Regions from separate parts of the Macaca mulatta genome. Here region 2 is linked to region 1. The links are chromatin contacts, called in public Hi-C maps. All regions are on one chromosome and are shown on one strand. Each heading gives the region's core, a stretch centred on a gene start, on an enhancer-like site or on the middle of the called end of the contact. The rest is flanking DNA. Distances are from core to core; before and after follow the strand shown.

Region 1 (6,795 bases), core at 3,024-5,523:
CCTGCCCATCAGGTAGTTGGTAAACTTTCTCTAGACAATCAGGTTTCTTGGCCATTTCCTCTTCGTAGTTCATTGCCACATAACAAAAGGTCTCCTTGATGTCTTCAACAATCTTTCTGTCCGAAGCACTAAGCAACATGATACCATGGTTCTTCATTAGCACCATGAGGTAGTTGGTGAGGTCAAGGCCCGCCAGATCCAATTGCTGCACACCATGAGGCAGACAGTAACCCTCAAAGATGGGCACACTCTGGGTAACCCCAGCACCTGAATCCAGCACAAGACCAGTAGTGAAGCCAGCAGCAAAGAGAGCCAGCACAGCCTGGATGGACATATAGAAGGCAGGAACACCCAGATGCTCAAAAAACACTTCCACGATCTGTTGCCGGTTGGCCAGTGGGTTCAGGGCTGGCTCAGTAATCAAGACTGGGCCATCACACGGCTTCAGCTTTAGGTTATAGTCATAGATATGCTTCCACATGATCTCCATGTCATCCCATGAAGTAATGAGACCACGCTCCACTGGGTAACTGTAGGGAGAGCACTAAGATCAATGACAGCTTTTTATTTTTCTAGTTCTATTGTCTTTGACCCTCAGTTAATTCCCCGTGTTTATTACCAATATCCCTTTATGGGCAATAACTGCCACAGCCTCTCACAGAAGGTAAATGTCAGCAAAAATTAGCACAGCTACTTACCTCTGCAATTTTTGTTGCTTTCTATTTTCTCTCTCCTTTGGAAGTTTGTGACTTTTAAAAAATTGGGAAATGTCCACATTATAGTATAGTTTAAGTGTCAATTGAAGAGAATAACCCAAGTGACAAAAGGAACCATGAGTTAATATTCTTTTTTGTTTGTTTGTTTGTTTTGGAGACGGAGTCTCACTCTGTCACCCAGGCTGGAGTGCAGTGGCGCCATCTCAGCTCACTGTAAGCTCCGCCTCCCAGGTTCACGCCATTCTCCTGCCTCAGCCTCCCGAGTAGCTGGGACTACAGGCACCCACCACCTCACCCGTTGTGTTTTCTTAGTAGAGACGGGGTTTCACCTGGTTAGCCAGGATGGTCTCGATCTCCTGACCTCGTGATCCGCCCATCTCGGCCTCCCAAAGTGCTGGGATTACAGGCTTGAGCCACCGCGCCCGGCCGAGTTAATATTCTTAAATGAATTCGTTGGATAACTTTATACGTTTGAATGCATTTGATAGCCACAGAGAGCAAAATGTTCAATTTTTTAGATGTGTGGTACCCATGGAGATTTGTGGCCCGCGCGTTTGTAGTAACTCCAGCTGGCTGGGGTTTTCCTGCTCCCTGCTTCCTTATCCTTTCTGTCCCCATTGCGCACCTCCTTTGGGGTTCTTCCCTGCCCCACCCCAACACCCCCAGTACCCCCGCCCCCAGCCAACCCAACCCCAGCCCCACCCCCAACCTCCCCAGCCCCGCCCCCCGCAACCTCCCCAGCCCCGCCCCCTCAACCTCCCCAGCCCCGCCCACCGCAACCTCCCCAGCCCCGTCCCCCAACCCCCCAGCCCCGCCCCCCACAACCTCCCCAGTCCCACCTCACACAACCTCCCCAGTCCCACCTCCCCAGCCTCCCCAGCCCCACCCCACACAACCTCCCCAGCCCCACTCCCCTACAACCTCCCCAGCCCCACCAGTCTTGCTGGGAGAAGGAGGTACCTGATGGACAGCGAGCTCCTCCAGTCCTGAGCTTGGTCACCCACGCAGAGTTCTAACCCGCCCGGCGCCGCGCGGCTCTGGCCCTTGGCGCGGCCGATGATGTTCGGGTAGATAAACTGGGGCTCCCTGCTCCCAGCCAGGCCCGCCTTGATCACTCCCGAGCCGTTGTCGATCACCACCGGAAGCTGGCAGTGGTTCATGCCGCCGCTGCCGCCGCCGCCTCCTGTCTCTGGGCCGCTCTGGCTGCGGGCTCTGCCGGGGCCGACTGCCTGAAACGCCGCGTCACAGAGGCCCCGGCACGGCCCAGTGAGGCTCGAGTCCTGGGGCGCAGGCGGGGGTTCGGGAGGCCCCCAGGCGCAAGGACTCGCTGGACGCACTGTGCTCCTCATGTCACCGCCCGCTATTGCTTCTCGCAGGAACTGGGCCACCCCAACCCCTGGAATCCCGGAATCCTAGTATCAGGAAAACCCGACTTTCCCATCAAAAGATTCAACTCTAACACTTAACAAGTGCATTTCTCAAATACCCAGAAGAGCTATAAAAGCAGTTTTATTTTCCAAAGCCACTGAATTCTGCTTAACTGGTGGCGGTTCCGGGGAGTTCTAGAATTCGCCCTTGAAACTGGGGAAAAATGAGACTTAAAAGGGGAAAGTTGTCGCAGGAAGGGAGGCAGTGTCTGCTTCTGAAACGTTAAACTTCTAAAATAAGGAGAAAAATGCTAGAATTTAAATGAGTTTTAAGTACGTTTGTTATTTTTTCTGTACACTGGGCAATGCTTTGTTGTGTTTCTTCCTGTGATTTCCAAGCAAAATATACGCAATTAAAATAGTAGTTCCTCGAATTATATTAATTCGAATTATATCCTTCTGGTGTAATCTGCAAGCCTCATTCCCTACTCTTGATTTTTAGACTGAAGGACGTGCCCGCCTTTTTGGAGGAAAAGTGAAGTTTCTCAGGTCATAGGAAATTCAAGTTTGGAAAAATTTAAAAGTACATTGCTTGTCAATAAACGCATCTTGGTGTCTGATTCTGCATACCCTGTAGAGAATTTTAAAATAAGCAGTCAATTTAGAACCTCTGCTTGGTCTTCATAAGCAAAAGGAGGAAATTCAAAAGTAATTTTACACGTCCTTCCACCAGCAGCTGAAAGGATGGCTTTTTCGCGGCTAAATAACGAAAGTTGCCTGCTTCGCCCCGGAGTCTGAGCAGCTGAACCTGCGGAAAGGATGTATAATAAAACCTTCTTTCCCAGGAGGCAAAAAAAAAAAAAGTGCACCCAAAGGAAGGGCAACTCGGGAGTGCCTGGTTTCTACCGCGGTACCCAGGCGCTTTGGAAGAAAGTGCATGCAGATTCAAGCTTTTGAAACGGTTTCGCTCCACCAATTGGGCATAGATTTTTCACTTGGAATTGCGAATTGACACATATATATATCAAGGACTCCACAACAAAAACCATGCAGCGGGGTTTCCGTAGTGTAGTGGTTATCACGTTCGCCTAACACGCGAAAGGTCCCCGGTTCGAAACCGGGCGGAAACAGCTCGACAGACGTTCTTTTCTTTGCTTGAAAGAAAGCGTGAGATCACTTTTTTTTTTTGAGGTCAGCGTGAGATTAATATATATCGGTCTTTCAAAAGACATGATCTTGATAGCAATTTGAGAGTTTGAACCGTAAGTTTTTATGTTACTTTATTCGTTCACCAAATGTTTTTATGGAAGCCTTGCCACGTGGAACACGTGCCCCGGGTTTTAAAAAATGAATTTGACTCACCAGCTAATACATAAAGAATACTGTACAGCCTAGAAGGAAAGATCAAAGTGTAAAAGTGGTTAGTCCTGTCGCCTCCTGAGCGTTTTTGTATTATGTCACTTGGTTTTTCGTCTGAAGTGTATGTAAATAATCGTATTAAAAATCTTCTACTCCAGACGCAGGAAAACCTTTTCCGGTATAAAGCCCACCTTCCTCTAATGTTGCGCATGCCCACTGTGCCCAGCTGCTCCGCTTTCGTGCATCCCAGACTTCTGTCACCAGGTAAGGGCATCTTGGAAGCTGAGCCACAGTTGGCTGGGGCACAAAAAAAACAGGGGGTGCCAAGAGTTTTCAGGTTCGTAAGCGGGAAAGGGGTGCCGAGTCTCAGCTAAAAAATCCCCCATGGCAGAGATCCGAGTATACATGCAGCAGTTTCCACCGGTGGGGGCCCCGAGAAAGGGGAGGATGATGGGAGAAGACAAGCAACTACAAGCCCCCGTATCCAGTGCGCAGCTGGCTTCAGGAGAGAGGCCCGCGGCGCAGTGCTGCCGGGCCTCGGCGCAGAGCCCCGGCAGAGCGCCAGACGCTGACTGCCGACACCAGAATGCTCGCGATGAGGAAGACAGGCGGAGCGCTGCGAGCTAGCGAGCCCTCAGCTCTCGTATCCATGACGCCTGCTGCTTCGAGGGACCCCTGGCATGCTGGGGAGTGGGTCTCTGTGGGCCATCCTGTCCCGTCCTGGCCAGCGCTGGATCCCCACCGCCCCAGAGCCTCCCGCACGGCCACGGGATGACAGAGCCGGACATGACGCCACCGTGGAAGGAAGGGAGAGGCGGAGCGTGGCGCGGTGACGTCCTCCCAAGATGGCGGAGACAGAGTGAAGAAACTGTGTTCCCCCACTTGGGTTGCTATCGGTGAGTTCCTACTTCACCCCTGGCCCGCCATTCCCGGTCTCTCCAGAACCTCGGCCATCGGAGGGCAGGCTCCTTGGAGTTCCCGCACGGGTCCGGGCGCAGGTGGAAGGCTTGGGTTAGGCAGCCCCGGGGTGGCCTGGGCCACAACCTCTGCTGTGGCATTTCGCGGGAGTGGGAGCTGGGCAGAGGGCAGGGCGGCAGAAGCCGAGGAGGGACTGGCTTTGGTTGTCACTCTCGGATGCCGCCTGGCGTAGAGAGAGTGGGAAGGGAGAAGGTGTGGCCTCCTCGGCGCCAGTGATAGAACCTTTGACAGCAAGCCGTGGCCCGGCGCATTCCCGGCTCTATGGGCAGCCACCTCGCGTTTTGGAGAAACCGCACTGGGGAAACTAACAGGTTTTGGTAACTTGAGAGCAGTTTTTAAAAACTCGTACTGTTCTGCCCCTATTAGTCCCAAGAGATCATGTCTTAGTGGCTTAAAAAAATTTTTTGTAACATAAGTATGTCCACTGAGCTTGAAAATCTGAGGGTTCAACTGATGTGAAGGCGTCAAGTTTTGCGGTGCTTTTTTCAGGTGGTAGAAGTGTTGCCATTCACCGTCACTTAGTGATATGTCCAAAGGATTGTGTTAGTTGGTCAAGGGAACCAAAGATAGAAAGGCACCCGTCCCTTCATTCTTAACCATATATATTTGATAAGGATTTTCAAGGGGGGCTAAAATTGTTAAAGTTATGGCCTCTGTCCCTTCCCTCACTGAACGTTGATGAAACTTACGGTTACTGATTTACTATTTCTTTTTGTCTTTTAGATCAAGGGTAGAATTCCATTCTGATATCAAAATGCAGTATTCGCACCACTGTGAGCACCTTTTAGAGAGACTGAACAAACAGCGGGAAGCAGGTTTTCTTTGTGACTGCACCATAGTGATTGGGGAATTCCAGTTTAAAGCTCATAGGAATGTGCTGGCCTCCTTTAGTGAGTATTTTGGTGCGATCTACAGAAGCACTTCTGAGAATAATGTCTTTCTTGATCAGAGTCAGGTGAAGGCTGATGGATTTCAGAAACTGTTGGAGTTTATATACACAGGAACTTTAAATCTTGACAGGTAAAGTACACATTTTATTTCCAGTTATAAAAACTAGTCAGTAGTCTTCACAGCAAAAGTAGCTTTGTGTTTTTTCCCTTCATTCTCTGAACTCAAATTCTTCAACTATTTTGTGCATACAATGTTTGTTTTTATAAAGAAATCAGTATCACTGATGTAGGATGAGCAGGCAATATTTCATAAGCACAGAAACCACAGATAATAAACAGTAAGATTTCTGACACGTTCATCTACTGAAATAGAGCCTGTGATTTCACTTCCGTAAACTTGAACATTAAACACAATGAATTTATTTTATTTTATTTTTGAGACGGACTCACTGTCACCCAAGCTGGAGTGCAGTGGCGCAATCTCTGCTCACTGCAACCTCTGCCTGCCAGGTTCAAGCGATTCTCCCACCTCAGCCTCCCTAGTAGCTGGGACTACAGGCATGCACTACCACACCTGGCTAATTTTTGTTTTTTTTTTTTTTTTTTTTTTTGGTAGAGACAGGGTTTTACCATGTTGGCCAGGCTGCAAACACAAAAAATTCTAAGTGACTTCCAGTTTCCCATTGCTTTTTGGTCCTTGTATTCCTCTGGTCTCTCTCCCTCATTCTGACTCCTGTTATCTCTATTAACCTACCAGTACTAATACTGAGGTAAGGTCAAAGATGCTAGAATGCTTCTCTAAGATGCTTACTATTGTCACTGCATTAACAAAAAGTGGGTTCTGAGGAATCTGATATTGCAGGCACTGTGTGTCTCCCCTATATAATGAACCATATAATTAGATTAATATCAATACATTTACTGATTGTAGGGGAAAAGGTGGAGGGAATAAAAGCAAAGAGAAACTGATTAAATTACCCCTGTCTTATTTCTGCCTCTCCTATGAAAGTGGGAACATGAGTAGACTGTTCATAATCTTCTGACATAGGAAGATTATAGGCTTTGGAATTAGATTTTTCCTGTCAGTTGCTATGTCTCCTTGAGCATGATGCAATCTCTCTGGGCCTCAGTTTCCCCATCTGTCAAAATGAGATGGTAAGAACTACCTTGAGGCTAAATAAGGTTTTACTTGATCCTTATTCACTTCCCTGTGAACATTAATTTCTTTATTTTTCTTCTTTACCCTCTCCTCCCCCTTTAATTCCATGTTTCTTGGAGAAAAATTAGAAAAAAGAAAAATGAAACACCTGAAATTCTGCTACCTACTGATAACCCCTGTTAACCTTTTGATATATATTAATTCATTCTTTTCCAGATCTCGGTAGAGATGTGCATGTATACAGTAAGCAAAATCTTTCCCTCCCTTTTATATTGCAGCTTATCATGGAAAGATACTTATTTAAAAATCTAGAATCAGGGTGCTCA
Region 2 (6,384 bases), core at 3,280-5,779, 200 kb after region 1:
TATATTCTCATGCCAAACTTCTTTCACTCTTATGTTTCTCATTTTAGTAAGTTACAATTCCATTCTTCTGGTTGGTAAAACCAAAAATCTTGGAGTTATCCTTGATTCCTGTCTTTCCCTCATATTCAGAATCTCATTGCCTCTACCTTCAAAATATAACCAGAATCTAAGACGTCCCACTGCCTCTATAGCAAACACCCAAGTCTAAGCCACCATCATCTCTCATCTGTTTGCCGCAATAACCTACTAAATCCCCACTTCTATCCCTGTATCTCCTCTCACCGTCTATTCACAACACAGCAATCAGGATCCTTTCTAAATAGAAGTCATTTTAAGTCATTCTTCTAACCCTAATCCATCGTGGCACACCCTCTGAAGCCCTCATTTTATGGCCTACAAAACCCTATACAATCTAGCTCCATTTCCCTCTGATCTTATCCCCTACTCCCCTTCCTCTATTGAATCTGCTTCAGCTACTGACCTCCATACTATTTATTCCTCAAACACACCTGCACTCTCCCACCTCTGGACTTTTGTAAATGCCCTTCACTCCACTTTAAGTACGGTTTCCTAGGATACCCACTGGACTTGCTCCCTCTTCTTCTTCATGCCTTTTTTGGTCAAAGTGAATCTCCTCAAAAAGGACTGCCCTGACGATTTAAGTTACAATTACACCCTCCTTCCCACTGCAAGCAGTCCCTTTACCCTGCTTTGTTTCTCTCCTAAGGCTTTTAACATATAGTGGGCCCTCCCTATCCGAGGGTCCACATCTGCTAATTCAACCGATTGAAAATACTTGGGGAAAAAAACTAACAGAAAATAACAATACCACAATAAAAATAATACAAATTTTAAAGTTATATAGTATAAAAACTATTTACATAGCATTTACATTGTATTAGGTACTATAAGTAACCTAGAGATGATACGGGAGAATGTGCATAGGTTATATGCAAATACTGTATCATTTTAGATGAGGAACTTAAGCATCTGCAGATTTAAGCATCAAAAATCTAGAACTAATCCTGATTTACTCACTGTCATTCACTGTTCCAGGTTTTTGACAGGGGTCCTGTAAGTAATCCCCAGCCGATACTGATGGATGACTGTACCATATAATCTGCTTTCTTGTGTTTTGCAGTCTGTTCTCTTCTTTCCAAAGTATAAGCTCCAAAAGGGCAGGATGTTTGCCTCCTGAACACTAGTATATCCTCAGTGTCTAGAACATGGACTGGCACATAATAAGCCCTCAATAAACATTTGTTTAATAAATGAATAAATATAACTCATTTCCTCAAAAACCTCCAGTAAAGTCTCTTGTAACTAATAGTTTTGCTTTGGCAAAAGAAAACAGGGGCCAAGTGTGGTGGCTCATGCCTGTAGTCACAGCACTTTGAGAGGCTGAGGCAGGCAGACTGCTTGAGCCCAGGAGTTAGAAACCAGCCTGGGCAACATGGAGAAACCTGTCTTTACAAAAAATTTAAAAATTTAGGTGGGCGTGTTGGCACGACTTGTGGTCCCAGCTATTCAGGAGGCTGAGGTGGGAGAATCCCTTGAACCCGGGAGGCGGAGGTTGCAGTGAGCCAAAATCGCACCACTGCACTCCTACCTAGGCGACAGAGCAAGAAACTGTCTTCAGCAACAACAACAAAAAAATACTCCTCGTTTGGGAGAGAAATAACAGTCAAATAATAAGAGTAAAATTGCAAATTCAAAACCAAGTTGGAACTAGAAGTGGCTAGGAGAAACTCCTTACTACCACCACCAATGACACAGATGGTGTGCTGGGAAGATGATTTGAGCTATTTTTATATAAATATTAAATGGAAAGGAGACCGAAAATTTGACCCAGAAATCTGAGGTTATATGTGTGAACATCAGCCATCATTCATGCTGCTATACACAATGAGGAGTCATGGAAGGATTTTTAACAAGGGAATAGAAGGTCTGGAGTGTAAAGAGCATAGAAGTGAGGAGAACCATTAGGAAGCCACTGCAATACTAGTTCACATAGCTAATGATGAAGATTTGAACAAGGCAATGGCGTTGGGAATGATGAGGGAGGGAAAAATTCCAAACATCTCAGCTGTAGAATCAACAGGATTGGTGACTGACTGGCAGAAAGGCATGGTTGGGATACATCCAAGGTTTCTAGCATTAGTATTTGAGTGAACAACAATGCAGTTATTTGGGTTTTATAATAAAAGAGGCAGGTTTTGCTGGGGAAATGGTGATTTTTAGTTGGATTTCAGTGGAAATATCCAGAAGAAATCTGGAATTAAACATGAATGCAATATTCTGGAATTAATCTGTAAACAGAATGCACAAATAGAAGAGACAAGAGGAAGGTGAACATATAAAAACGGTGGCCAGGAACATTTGAGAATTGGGTAAAAGGAGAGAAGCCAACAAGAAATCGGAAAGAAGTTGATATACATGCCAAAGAAGGAAAAGAAGTAAACAAGAACAGTCAACATTGTCAAATACTCAGTAAGATGCTAGCTGAGAGAAGGTAAAATAATTCTTACTGGATGGTGGAGGTAGAAACCAAATTGTTGTAGTCTTAAGGAGTGAATGACAGTGAGAACAAGAGGACACTAAATTAAAGCTCTGCTGAAGAAAATAGTAAGGCAGTAACTTGAGGGTGAGTCATTGTCCATAAAGGATTTTTATTTCCCACCATAGTCCTAACCTAACATTTGACATCTATCTAGTAGGCACTCAATACCTACTGAATGCAATAATATTTTCATTTATAGACCAGGTCTCCTATAAAATGGTCCAGTGTTCTCCACATAAAACAGCACAAAACTGATTGATCATTCTAGGTGGGTAGAGGGATTGAAGGAAATAAAGACATTTCATATTCTATATTATGTTTTGGGTTAATTGGCAAGAATAATTACTTCTTTCTCACCCCATCTCTGACTATACACACACCCAAATTATAGATTATAGAGGAGAAAGGAATTAAATGACTCCCTTGAGACCAGAACTGCATAGTCCAAAAGAAAAAAAATTCAGCAATCTTACTTTGTTAAAAAATTAGGCATCAAGATGCTGCAATTTGCCTTACTTACACATTTAATTGCTCTTAGGTTAGATATATAATATGGGAAACCTGGAAAAAATGTTTAATGGTATAATAAACGTTTACGACCTAACATTAAATGAAAAAAGCAGCTGCCATATTGCATATTATCTCAATTTGGGAAACAGGAAAAAATATAAATACAAACACACATGCACACACAAAGTCGGAATAAATAATATAAGAAAATAAACTGAACGGTCACAGTGGCTCACGCCTGTAGTTCCAGTTACTCAGGAGACAGAGACAGGTGGATCGTTTGAGCCCAGGAGTTCAAGACCGGCCTGGTAAACATAAGGAAACTCCGTCTCCACAAAAAAAGGAAAAATTAGCCAGGTGTGGTGGTGCATGCCTGTAGTCCCAGCTACTCAGGAGGCTGAAGAGGGAGATCAGTTGAGAAGAGGAGTTTGGTGATGCAGTGAGCCGAGATTGAGCCACTGCACTCCAGCTTGGGCAATATAGAGCGAGACTCAGTCTCAAAAAAAAAAAAAAAAAAGACAAGAAAGAAAGAACATCTTTCTTTTCTGAATTTTCCCCATTTTCTACAATTAAAAACGCTTTAAAGATTTCCATAAAGTCAGTCATGGGAATTTCTATCTAAGCACTTACCAGCAATTTAAGCTCCTTGTCTTTTGATCTAAGTGGCTCCAAAATAACAATAAAGGCTACAGTGATCGAAATTCACCAGACCTGAAATAGACTGCAGCCTTCTTCCTTCCCACCTTCTTAGAATCTTTGTCCTCTTCATCTTCCTTACGCTTCCCTGGGTTCTCTTACTTCTGGATTCTAACGGTGAATTGTGAGAAGCAACGCGGAAAACGGAATGGAGACACCAGCTTGTTTTAAACGAGCTGTATTACCCCGCACAGCGCAGGGGAAAAGATAATTGGCTCAGGTCTTGGCTCTGCCATCTACCACCTGTGGAGCCTTAGACAAGTCAGTTCATATTTCTGCCACTCAACGGTCTCGGTCGTGTCATCTTTTACCTGGAATGTCATGAAATATACAGTACACTGCAAGAACTGCCTCAGGTAAAGACTTCTAGGATTCGGTAATTCTCAGTCGATCCCTCTGAGAAAGGCCGCACCCTAAAAGCACAGACTCTGACTCTGAGGGGGTGGGGTCGGGGAATCTGCATTTTAATAGTTTCTCAGGTGATTCAGATGCTCAGTCAGGTTTGAGAAACCAGGTCTCTTCCCAGCCCTCCTGTTCTCTGATCCACTTCTCTGCTTCCTCCAGGTCCTAACGATTCTCCAGTTCCCGCACAACAGGAGCGGAGGGAAGAGTGCAGAGAAGGCACAACCAAAGACCGCAGGCCCAGCCGGCTGGCCGACCTCCTCATTCCCGGGGCGCCAGCCGGCGGGTTACATAACGGGCCTCGGGGCGCGCTCTCGCGAGGTTTCCAAGGCCCCCTCCTCGTTCCACGTCAGAGGGAACCGGGCGGAGCGGCCAACATGGCGGAACGCAGGAGACACAAGAAGCGGATCCAGGTAGCAAAGCCGAGCTCTGGGCAGGGGGTTTCAGCACGATGGAAAGTGGAAGGAGCGGGGAAAGCCCCCTAAAAGGGCGAGCGAAAGCAAGGGCGAGGTGGGGTGGGGTGGAGTTCCGCCGCGAGGCAGCTGGCTGCAGGTTGCGTCGTTGTGAGGGGCCTGGGGCGGTGGGGGGGCGGTGTTGGCGACGGCGGAGACAGAGACAGAGGTGGTGGTGGAGCAGCAGGGTAAGGAGGGAGGCGCCGCGCTCGGAATCCGGCTGCGGGGGCGCGGCTGTGGGCTCGGAGTTCTTGTGGTCGCGCCGTCCCGGGCCTGACCTGGGAGGTCAGCCTCCTCCGGGGCGCAGACGTTGACCCTTCCCGGGGCTCCTCCCCTCCCTTCACCCCATCCTCTGGCCTTAGCTGTCCTGAAATTAAGGCCACGGTAATTGGGGTAGCAGGAGGCGGCGGACTGACCTAAAGCAGCTGGTCCTTTGTGCGCATAGACCGTAAGGGAGAATGATCTGGACTTGGTCAGCTGCCTCGGGGCCTAGGCAGCGATCTGCTCATCCAGATGTTCAGTTGCGTTGCCCTTCTTTCCCCTCAATATTCTTCACTTAATAGTCCACTTGAAGCTTGCCGGCTTTTTTCCAGGCGACGTGGTGTAAACAACCACAACCTCGTTGGTGCTGCAACGAGCTGGTGGCGCCCAGAAACCCTTCACATGCCAGTGTGTCATCTTCGTAGTAACCTACATAACATCCCTGCCTCACTCCACATGCATGTCATTTGTGCATTTCTTCCTTGCGATTTTCCCTGGTTCTTGTTCTTTGCCAAGAGGATTAATTATGTAGAACATCTTGGACTCAGGATATTTATTAGTCGTCTCATCAGCTGATGTGCTGAGAAACCTTCGTAAGGCCTCATAAATTGATCACATGTAGTAAATTGTTACTATAATCATAAATTGTTACACTCATCATTGCCTTTCTGTTCCTTACTATTTCATTGCTTAGAATGATTTTTTCTTTCTTCCATTTTACCCCGTCTTTTTTTTTTTTCCAAGTATCCATTTATTGGCCTACACTACAGGTGTTTTGAGCTATACAAGTTAAAATTCTTCTGGAAACTTTTTAAATGCTGTGAAAAAGACACACATGATCAATAAATTTGGAATTTTGGAATTTGGCAGAAATAAAGTAGTTCTGAACAGGGTACGGAAGGGAATTAGAAAGAGGCAGATTTCAAGTTCAGACAGATCAGACTAGGTCTTAAGATCAGTAGAAGTTTCTAATTATACTGTTCTTAATCTTTCAAGAGTTAGTGTTATTCCTCTGACGTGGGCATACAATATTTTATTAGATTGTGTATTGAAATTATCTGTCAGATTTGTACTTACAGAACTTCTTAGATTTACTCTTGACAGTACAATTTTATGCCCTTCAATACACATTGTTTTACAATTCCAGTTGCTTTTTAATATTGTTGTAAGGGTTATATAATTCACCTTTTGAATAGCTGCTCTTATTTTAGTTGTGATCTTATATTAAACAGAGGCTGTGGAGTAATGTGACAGTGGCAGAGAGCTCAAACTTGAGCCAGACTGCCTGTTTGTACCCCAGCTCCACCAATTATTGGCTGAGTAACTTTGAGCAAGTTAATTTTTACCTCACTTTCTGCATGTGCAAGAAGGGATATTTACCTCAAAAAAGAAAAACTTTAAGGTTGCTGTGAAAATAATAGGTGAGTCAACTTATTTATTAAAAGTTATTAAAAGTATTTGGCACATAACCCCTTCCTTCTATTCTACTCCTTACCCAGGATG

Evidence for each region. A called contact is a pair of places that touch in the nucleus more often than the background predicts.
Region 2: a contact with region 1 is called in a Hi-C map of fetal cortical plate, with 2.7 times the contacts expected there. The contact joins the promoter of SEC62 here to the promoter of MYNN in region 1. A contact is called at or near these places in 3 of 14 Hi-C or Micro-C datasets (fetal cortex germinal zone, fetal cortical plate and liver).

What each region holds. Positions count from the first base shown.
Region 1 is chr2:81,486,660-81,493,454 of T2T-MMU8v2.0, forward strand. MYNN (myoneurin) reads left to right here and starts at 4,274. Exons shown (of 8, transcript XM_077991653.1): 1 at 4,274-4,338; 2 at 5,144-5,310. TRNAV-AAC (transfer RNA valine (anticodon AAC)) reads left to right here and starts at 3,141; the gene lies at 3,141-3,213. ACTRT3 (actin related protein T3) reads right to left here and starts at 2,291. Exons shown (of 2, transcript XM_001093250.5): 1 at 1,677-2,291; 2 at 1-530. The coding sequence starts at 2,065.
Region 2 is chr2:81,682,505-81,688,888 of T2T-MMU8v2.0, forward strand. SEC62 (SEC62 homolog, preprotein translocation factor) reads left to right here and starts at 4,530. Exons shown (of 8, transcript NM_001195502.1): 1 at 4,530-4,581. The coding sequence starts at 4,546. It overlaps LOC106997009 (a long non-coding RNA gene), which reads right to left and starts at 4,513. Exons shown (of 2, transcript XR_001443111.3): 1 at 3,701-4,513.